Linked DNA regions of Sus scrofa: all the other regions are linked to region 1. Evidence: chromatin contacts called from public HiChIP or PLAC-seq data. All regions are on one chromosome and are shown on one strand. Each heading gives the region's core, a stretch centred on a gene start, on an enhancer-like site or on the middle of the called end of the contact. The rest is flanking DNA. Distances are from core to core; before and after follow the strand shown.

Region 1 (2,995 bases), core at 250-2,749:
TTGTTTGTTTGTTTTTGTTTTTTCTTGCTGGAGAAGAGGCTCACCGTGGGCAGCAGAAGCAGCAAAAGCAGCAACTTTTGCAAACATGCATCCCAATCAGAAATCCCTCAGGGCTCCAGCGCCTGGAACTGAGCTGACAGAAGGAAAGGGCTCCGCCAGGAGTAACGTTTTCTAAGGCGTAAGATTGCTTTGTGCGTGAGTGTGTGAGAGAGAGAGGGAGACAGAGAGGGAGAAGCAGATTTTTCCTTTCTCAACATTGTCATTTTCCTGCATGGGAATTCAGGATATTCCTCGCTGTCCAGCGAGAAGGGAGAGCGGCCCCCCTCCCTCCTAACTTCTGATCTCGTCGGGAGTAAGCAGGGCGCGCGCGCGAGCGCCCATTGCCTTCAGCAGGGCGAAGATTTGACCGGGAACAAAAGAACGCTTGCCAATCGGAAAACGCTACCCGAAAACAGGATAACTTCTCTTTGTGTTTTGAAAACTAATTAGCAAATGCCCTTGGTTTCTAATACCCATTTAAACTTTTCAACGCATATTCCAAGGATCAAATCATTGCTTCTGCGACAAAGATGGGATCCCAACACGCCGCAGAACTAAGAAAAAGAGGATAAATACTCTCTCTAAACCGTACAGTGTTCCTGGGCACTCGGGTCGCAGGTTTTTTGTTTTTAATAGCCATTTCCCCCAACACTGTTTTCTTATGGCTCCATTAAAGCTATACCAGATCGCTAGACCCTGGGCCGTGCTCGCGGGCAGGGTGACTTGGGGTCGGGGTCCCCAGCGCCCGCGGCTCCCCAACCCTCTCCCCTCCAAGGGGTCTGCACTTCCTCCCGCCTTACGTCGGCCCCTTCGCCCGACTCCAATTTCTTCGCGGTCGCGGCCCCTCCTCCTTTTTACAACTGGGAGCGGGGATGAGAGGGGATTGTGGCCTCACGTGGTCTGTTAGAGTCGGGGGAGAGAAAAGCAATCCGCGATGCGCACCCTTTTCTGGCCCCATAGTGAACCCTTCATTTAGGACCCCGCTACCCAAAAGTCCCCCGCCAAGCCCAGCATTTTCAGCTCGGGGAGGGCTAACGTGACTCCGAGTCACGTCCCTATCTGCCGTGGCGCTGCTCTATTCTCAGCTTCTCCCCGTAAACTTCCCCCGTGCGCCCTTCTATTCAGGAATGTGTATTTTAGAGTACCCGGAAGAGGAACAAATCTTTCAAGCAAATTCCCTTTCTGGTGCGTTCCCCCCTCCGCTCCCCCCAGCGAATTCACGGTAAAAGTTTTTCTTAACTTTTCCCTCCCAGCCCCCGCCCCTCCCCTCAGGAATCCGCCCAGAGCGCTGCAGACTGTGCCTCTCGGGTTCCCTCGCCCGCCCCTTCCGACTTCCACCCAATCCGGAGGCGACCACACAGAAAACAAAGGCTGCCATTGGGCGGTCTTGGAGCTCCAGGGCCCGCCCCCGGAGTGGTTTGTGAATGGGGGGAGGGGAGAGGGCGGGGCGGCCCGGAATCCTGCGAGCGCGACGCTTCTTCTGCGGAGTTGCTGGGCTCCGAGACGTTACTCTGCGCTCCCTCCCGGCGGGCGGCGGCGGCGGCGGGCGCCGCGACTCACCGGCCGGGGCTGCGCGGGACTGGAGAGGCCAGGCCCAGGCCGCGAGCACGGGGGCCTCATAGCTTTGGACGCAGTGTGACTGGATTTCTTCAAAGAACTCGCAGAGCTCTTGGCTCCAAGACGCCGATAGGACTCAGAACGAGAATCAACCGTTTGGCTGAAACTTGGGGACAAGCTTTTGGGGCTGAAAAAGGAGCAGGGAGTGGAGAAGAAGGCGGCGGAGAAGGAGGTGGCGGCGAACTGAGCCTCGAGGCAAGGAGGCGGAGCAGCACCGCAGAGGCGGCGGCCTTGGCTAGCAAGCCGCGGCGCCGGGCTCTCGCTCGCCGGGGGCCCAGACGCAAGCGGGGGGCGCGCGCGTTACTGTGCGCTGTGAGTCAAGAGACTTGGGCAAACTTTGAAGGGTAACCGGAGACGCTTGTTGCTCTTCGCCGCAGAAAGAGCCGCACCGTTACGTCCCGGCGCGAGGAAAAGGCGTCTCCCCCCCATCGGCGCCCCCGGCCCAGGCAGACGTGTTTGGGCCCCCGGCGGCTGCGCGAGTGCTGGGCGGAGGCGGCGGCGGCGACGGCGCCCTTGCGGCGCGAGCACCCTAGCTACAGCGCCCTCGGCTCCGCACCGCCCACGGCCCGGCCCCGGCGCCGGGAGGACTCTCATGCGCCCGGCGCGGCGGCGCCTGCCGGGATCCCAGCCTCTCCTGGCTGTCTTGTCGCGTTTCTTGGGCTGAGAGCGCCGCTGCACCCGCGGCCGGCGATGCGGGGCCCCCGCACGGCAGCGTCGCCCTCGCCTCTGGGCCTGTGCACCATGGTGCTTGCAGTGCTGGGCGCACTGCCCGCGGGCGCCGGGGCGCAGCCGTACCACGGCGAGAAGGGCATCTCAGTGCCGGACCACGGCTTCTGCCAGCCTATTTCCATCCCTCTGTGCACGGACATCGCCTACAACCAGACCATCCTGCCCAACCTGCTGGGTCACACGAACCAAGAAGATGCGGGCCTCGAGGTGCACCAGTTCTACCCGCTGGTGAAGGTGCAGTGTTCTCCCGAGCTGCGCTTCTTCCTGTGCTCCATGTACGCACCCGTGTGCACCGTGCTCGATAAGGCCATCCCGCCGTGCCGTTCTCTGTGCGAGCGTGCCCGCCAGGGGTGTGAGGCGCTCATGAACAAGTTCGGCTTCCAATGGCCCGAGCGGCTGCGTTGCGAGAACTTCCCTGTGCACGGCGCCGGCGAGATCTGCGTGGGCCAGAACACGTCCGACGGCTCCGGGGGCCCAGGCGGCGGGCCCACCGCCTATCCTACAGCGCCCTACATGCCCGACCTGCCCTTCACCGCGCTGCCCCCGGGAGCCGCTGACGGCAGGGGCCGCTCGGCCTTCCCCTTCTCGTGCCCCCGCCAGCTCAAGGTGC
Region 2 (2,995 bases), core at 253-2,752, 51 kb before region 1:
GGGCAAATCCTTCATTCTTTCTTAGATATTTATATGCACAGAGTGGACCCACGTGCAGAGTTGTTATAAGCCCATCAGCCTATACCAAGATGCTCGCACCCTAAGCGCTGGCTGTGAGTCTGTCCTCTTGCTTCCTGCCACTGAGCTGGCAGCCAGCCTCAGCCCCACATCAAAGTCAGAGAAGAAAGTGATGGAAGGCAAGCTGCGCCTTCTCCTTAAGTTGTTGCGGGGGGTGGGGGGGGAGGGCGAGGGTGGGCAGCAGTGGTGGCAGGGAGCAGAGATGGCTGGGACTTTGGCAGGAGAAATGAAGTCCCAGGCAAGGAGGGACCAACCAAGCATGAGCCAGAGTCGTACACTCCTCCTGTCACATCCGATCCCCAGCACACACCCTCACAACACTCCAACACACACACAACACTCCCAACACACACCGCCATGGCACCGCCAGCACTACACAATACCCCAAGGCGCACAGACATGGACGAAGCTGTCCTGGTCTCTATCCCCGTGGCCTCTGCCTTTTCGCTAGGGCAGACCCCCACGGGGAAGCAGGTTTACCTCCAGTCTGTGATGTAGGACAAGAGCGGAAGGGGACGGGACAGCCCGCACACACTGCAGTGAATCCGGGCTCGTCTGTGGACGAGCTGTGCCACTTGGCAGGGAAGTTCACCTCTCTGAGCCTCTCTTTCCTCGTCTGCAAAACAATCACAATGCCTACATTGGAAGAGTGTTGTTGGGATTAACCTAGATAAGAACTAGAACACACTCAGCACAGGTGCCTGGCACGCGGCCCATTCCCTGTAAGTGGAAATGGCGTGGCTGTCATTCTTCATGGGGCGTCTATTGCCGAGACCGGGGCAGGCGAAGGGGAAGGAGAGACATGGGGAAGGGCTCCAGGTGAACCATCCAGTGAAGGAAAACGCCCCCCACCCCCCGCACCCCAGAAAGAAATCTATGCCTTTGTCTTCTCAGTAAGTTTCCACGACATCCCCAGAAACTCACATCTGTCATGATCTCTACCCTTGGGTGCTTCAAGGAGAGAGCCATTAGCAAATTATTAATTAGCATCATATTATCAACCCCAGACCACGTCTTTGACCAGAAGAATCCTTGCTTTACTGTCCCAACTGCCTGTCAGCAGGAGACAACGTGGCTCTGTTTCCCACCAGACCCGATTCCGTTCTCACAGGTGACCATCCTCCACCACCGACCGCCGGGCGGGGCCCCGAATCATCAGCTGAGGACCATCCCAGGCGGGGACATGCCCCTGGCTTCTTCGTCCCATCTTCCTCTCTGACACGGGCTCTTTCCTTTTTCAGGGTTGCAGGTCCCTTTAAGAATCTGGCAAAAAAGGACCGCCTCTTCCTTGCAATGTTGTTCTGGGCCCTCTTAACCCCCTGTTCCAGAAGATGTGAGGCTCCAGCGCCTGCTTCCCATCTTGGCGACTGACTCCCGGCCAAGCTGACTGGAGTTTGGCTGCTCTGAGGAGCAGAGAGTCCTTCCACCTGGCGGCCTGCTTGGAGCCCGCTTGTTAAAGTGAACGGCCCAGTGTGCGCCACGCAGCTCCGCTTAGAGCTTCGGATTCTGGCAAGGAACCCAGCGACGGCCAGGCGGGGCCCACACACCCCCTCTCTTCCTCCAGCTGCAGGATCTTGTGTGTCTGTGCAATTTTCAGACTTGCTAAACTATCCCACATTTCTGAAGAAAAAGGAGGAGGGGGCCGGAGATCACGGGCCAGTTCTCCAATATTCTACAGGAGTATGGGGCTCTTACCAGGTGTCGGGAGAAGGGAAGCCCTCACATCTGCCATAGCCAACGTGGAAGCTGGCAAGAATAACCAACGCCAACCAGGCACCCGGTAGCCATCGGAATCATTTAGCTGAACCCCCTCAACAACCTCTGTGGTGGGAACAGTTATTATCCTCGTTTTATAGAAAAAGAAGCAGGAACACTGAGGTAAAATAACTTGCCAAGATCCCAGCATGAAAGGGCTAGAATTTGGCCCCAGGAAGTATAGAACCTTTTTTTTTTTTTTTTTTTTTTTGCTCTTTAGGGCTATATGTGTGGCATATGGAGGTTCCCAGGCTAGGGGTCCAATCAGAGCTATAGCCGCTGGCCTACGCCACAGCCACTGCAACTCAGGATCTGAGCCACAGCTTCGACCTATGCCACAGCTCACGGCAATGCCAGATCCTTAACCCATGGAGCAAGGCCAGGGATCAAGGGGCATCCTCATGGCTACTAGTTGGGTTCATTACCACTGAGCCATGGTTCATTGCCCAGCCCTGAGTCCAAACTGCTCCTGAGTCCAAACTGCTAACCTCTATGTGGTCCCACCTCTGCTATCCTTTTTTTTTTTTTTTTTTTTTTTTGTCTTTTTGCTATTTCTTGGGCCGCTCCCTTGGCATATGGAGGTTCCCAGGCTAGGGGTCGAATCGCAGCTGTAGCTGCCGGCCTATGCCAGAGCCACAGCAACGCGGGATCCAAGCCACATCTGCAACCTACACCACAGCTCACGGCAACGCCGGATCCTTAACCCACTGAGCAAGGGCAGGGACCGAACCCGAAACCTCATGGTTCCTATTCGGGTTTGTTAACCACTGCGCCACGACGGGAACTCCCACCTCTGCTATCCTTGCCTCATCATTGTTATTGTGTAAGTGGCGAGGGAAAAAACAGAAAAAATAAACTTCCCAGAGTGTTCACCTCTGGCATCCTCTCCAGTGAAATCGCACTCGAAGAGATTTGAATCTAGAGAAATGAAGTAACAGACCTGTGCCCTGATGCCCTCTAGTCTCTCCTGCCTGTGAATTTCAGATGCCCAGAAACAAAATGCATAGACAGAGGTGGAGGGAGTTCCCTGATGGCACAACAGGTTAAGGATCTAGCATAGTCACTGCTATGGCTCAGGTCACAGGTTTGATCCCTGGCCCAGGAACTTCCATATGCTGAGGGTGTGACCCACCCCCAACAAAAAGACCAAAATGAGTGAACA
Region 3 (2,995 bases), core at 277-2,776, 37 kb after region 1:
CATTCACATTGTTGTCCAGTTATCACCACCACCCAACTCCAGAACTCTTTTATCTTCTAAAACTGAAACTCTGTACCTATTAAACACAAACTTTCCATTCCCTCACCCACGCCCCCTGGGAAACACTGTCTTACTGTCTGTCTCTATGAATGTGACTACTCTACGTATCTCATATAATTGGAATCATACAACATTTGTCCCTTTGTGACGGGTGTTATTTCATTTAGCATGTTTTAAAAGTTCGTGCATATTGTAGAATGTATCCAAATTTCTTTCCTTTTCAAGACTGAATAATATTCTACTGTATGTGTAAGTCACATTTTGTTTATCCAGTCATCTGTCATCTGCTAAGCAGACATTTGAATTGTTTCCACATTTTGGTTGTTGTGAATAATGCTGCTATAAACATGGATGCTCAAATATCTTTTTGAGTCCTTGTTTTCACTTCTTTTGGGTCATATACCCAGAAGTGGAGTTACGAGATCTTATGGTAATTCTGTGTTTAATTTTTTGAGGAGCTGCTCTACTGTTTTCCACAGCTATTGTACCGTTTGACATTCCCACTAAAAATGCACAAGGGTCCCAATTTCTCCATGTCCTCAGCAACACTTGTTATTTTCTGGGGTTTTTGTTTGTTTTAATTTTTGTTAATAGTCATTCTGATGGGTGTTGAAGTGGTATCCATCACGGTTTTGACTAAATTCAGTTTTGAGCCTCTACATTGAGTCCTCATGATAAACTCCAATCAAATGATACCCCATCACCTCTATTTCTTGAGCCAGTGTCCTAAGAAAGTTGGGGCCATAAAGGCCTGTGGTTCATGCAGATCAGCAGGGGGCACTCCCATAGGACGGCTCTGGAGGCTCCAATGACAGAGGACAGGGCAGGTAGCTTTTCCAGACCAAAGCAGGGTCCTAGCTCACCAGCAAATGGGTCTTTTTATTCCCCGACCCTCTTCCCCAGGTCCTGTCCTCCTCACTGCCATTATCAAGGAGAACCATAGTCCAGGCCATAGCAGTGTTTCTGAAAAGGGGTGCTATTGGCATTCAGAGTGGAACCATTCTTCATTAGTCGGGACAGCGGGACAGTCGTAGTGACAATCAAAATGCCCCCCAACTCACATCTCGAAAGTACCCCTCCCTCTGGGAATGGAAGTTGCCCAAGTGAGATCCAGGTATGCAAAGGCCTCTGGAGATTCCCAGTGAAGCACACTCGCTCGTGCAAAGCAGCAACCACCAGAAAGACGCCTCCTGTCCTGCTGAGGAGCCTCTGGAGCTCAGCCAAGGAAAACGTCACTGGTGGCGTTAGGTGACCTAGACAACTCCTCTGAGTCTGTTAATGGTTAGTTGACAGTGAAAGGCTCACATGTCAGGAGAAGGGGGAAGATACTCTCTAAAACAAGATGAGTACCATAAAAGAAAAACATCCCGCCGTCCCCCCCACCCCGCCCCCATACCCTTGCAATCAGGACGTGGAATCTGAGCCTGGTCCCTTCCATGTCCATTTGACCCTCCCTCCCCGCAGGGTGTGCACCCTGCCCTCTGCAGTCCCTGCCTTGCCTGTCCTGCGGAAGGGACTTCACGTCCCTGTGCTTCCATAGCAACCAGGAAACAACCACCGCTCACAATGAGACGGATGGTGCTGGGGCCCAGACCTGCCGATGCACACGGCCGGTAACAGAGCAACAGAACCAGGGGACAACGAGGGTGCGGGCAAAGGGGAGAGAGAGGTTGCCCAGAGCGTGGACAATCCAGGGCTTGAGGAGTCTGGGTTTGCGGTTTATTTTCTCTCCCGACAAAGACACACACTGTCTAAACTGTGGGGCTGGTTGTTATTAAGAAGCTGCTGTACGAGGGGAAAATGTGCTTAATAAAAGGCCCAGTGTTTGTGGGCTTTTTGGGCTCCCTGCTGAGCTCAGGAAATCTTGAGGTGTGACCCGTTTTCAGTCTTCAAAACCAAGATGAACTGCCCTTGAAGGAGGGTGGTCAGAAGCAAAACATGTTCACCCTCTCTCTCCTGAGCCGGGGACACGGGAAGTTGGTCCAGAACAAACAGAAGTTAGAAGTCTATTTTGAACCCGAGGTGAGTCTGACAGCTGAATAAAGGCAGAGGTGGGGGGTGGGGGAGGAAGGCTCTATTTCTTCATTTGGGGCTGAGCCCTGTCTGTTCTGGTTTGTTGTGTTGGGGAGGCGGGGCAGGGGTCAGTGGGCGCGCTTCCCTCTTCCTTGGGGAAATTCAAGAAAATAAGAGAGTGTGCTTGACACTTGGAGATGCCACAGGGGTCCTCCTCCTCCCCCTTACGGCCTTCAGTTGCTTTAGATTGGAGGAGATCCCAGACTGTCTAGAATTGGGACGGTTGGTTCAAGACCAGAATTTCCACCTGGGTTCTAGGCAAGCTGGTAGTGGCTATTTGGTGTTTAGCTCTGTGGTCTAAATGTTGAGGATGTTCGTGCCAGTTCAATGGCTTCCTTGAACCTTCTGGAATTCAACCCATAGGACTCACATTTAATAGAGGCAAAAAAAACAAAAAACAAAAAAACCCCACCCTCATTTTATAAGATTTTTTCAAAGAGGTGGCAAAATTCCCCTGTTGTACTAGAATTTTTTTTTTTTTTTTTTTTTTTTTTTTTTTTTTTTGTCTTTTTGTCTTTTGTTGTTGTTGTTGTTGTTGTTGCTATCTCTTGGGCCGCTTCCGTGGCATATGGAGGTTCCCAGGCTAGGGGTTGAATCGGAGCTGTAGCCACCGGCCTACGCCAGAGCCACAGCAACGCGGGATCCGAGCCGCGTCTGCAACCTACACCACAGCTCACGGCAACGCCGGATCGTCAACCCACTGAGCAAGGGCAGGGACTGAACCCGCGACCTCATGGTTCCTAGTCGGATTCGTTAACCACTGCGCCACGACGGGAACTCCTGTACTAGAATTTTATTTCATTGAATCCTGCCAGGAATAAGAAATCCAGCGGGGGTACTTTGAAAATTTTTGGATCACACA

Evidence for each region. HiChIP or PLAC-seq counts read pairs in DNA pulled down with a chosen protein or histone mark.
Region 2: a contact with region 1 is called in an H3K27ac HiChIP or PLAC-seq map of skeletal muscle. The contact joins the enhancer-like site here to the promoter of FZD7 in region 1. A contact is called at or near these places in 1 of 5 promoter capture datasets (liver), 4 of 47 Hi-C or Micro-C datasets (embryonic fibroblasts, epiblast stem cells, liver and 1 more) and 1 of 2 datasets of contacts at active chromatin or transcription factors (skeletal muscle).
Region 3: an H3K27ac HiChIP or PLAC-seq map of skeletal muscle shows a contact between it and region 1. The contact joins the promoter of KIAA2012 here to the promoter of FZD7 in region 1. A contact is called at or near these places in 3 of 47 Hi-C or Micro-C datasets (embryonic fibroblasts, omental adipose tissue and skeletal muscle) and 1 of 2 datasets of contacts at active chromatin or transcription factors (skeletal muscle).

What each region holds. Positions count from the first base shown.
Region 1 is chr15:105,642,665-105,645,659 of Sscrofa11.1, forward strand. It overlaps FZD7 (frizzled-7), which reads left to right and starts at 1,500. Exons shown (of 1, transcript XM_013984388.2): 1 at 1,500-2,995. The coding sequence starts at 2,347.
Region 2 is chr15:105,591,424-105,594,418 of Sscrofa11.1, forward strand. No RefSeq gene overlaps it. Among named protein-coding and RNA genes, the nearest start is that of FZD7, 51 kb to the right of the region's middle. Within about 2 kb of position 1,503, at least 19 of the 83 cell types and tissues checked have an H3K27ac peak or open chromatin away from gene starts, as enhancers often do. A contact at or near this core is called in liver and skeletal muscle, where this site is marked.
Region 3 is chr15:105,679,677-105,682,671 of Sscrofa11.1, forward strand. It overlaps KIAA2012, which reads left to right and starts at 1,527. Exons shown (of 23, transcript XM_005672082.3): 1 at 1,527-2,082. The coding sequence starts at 1,999.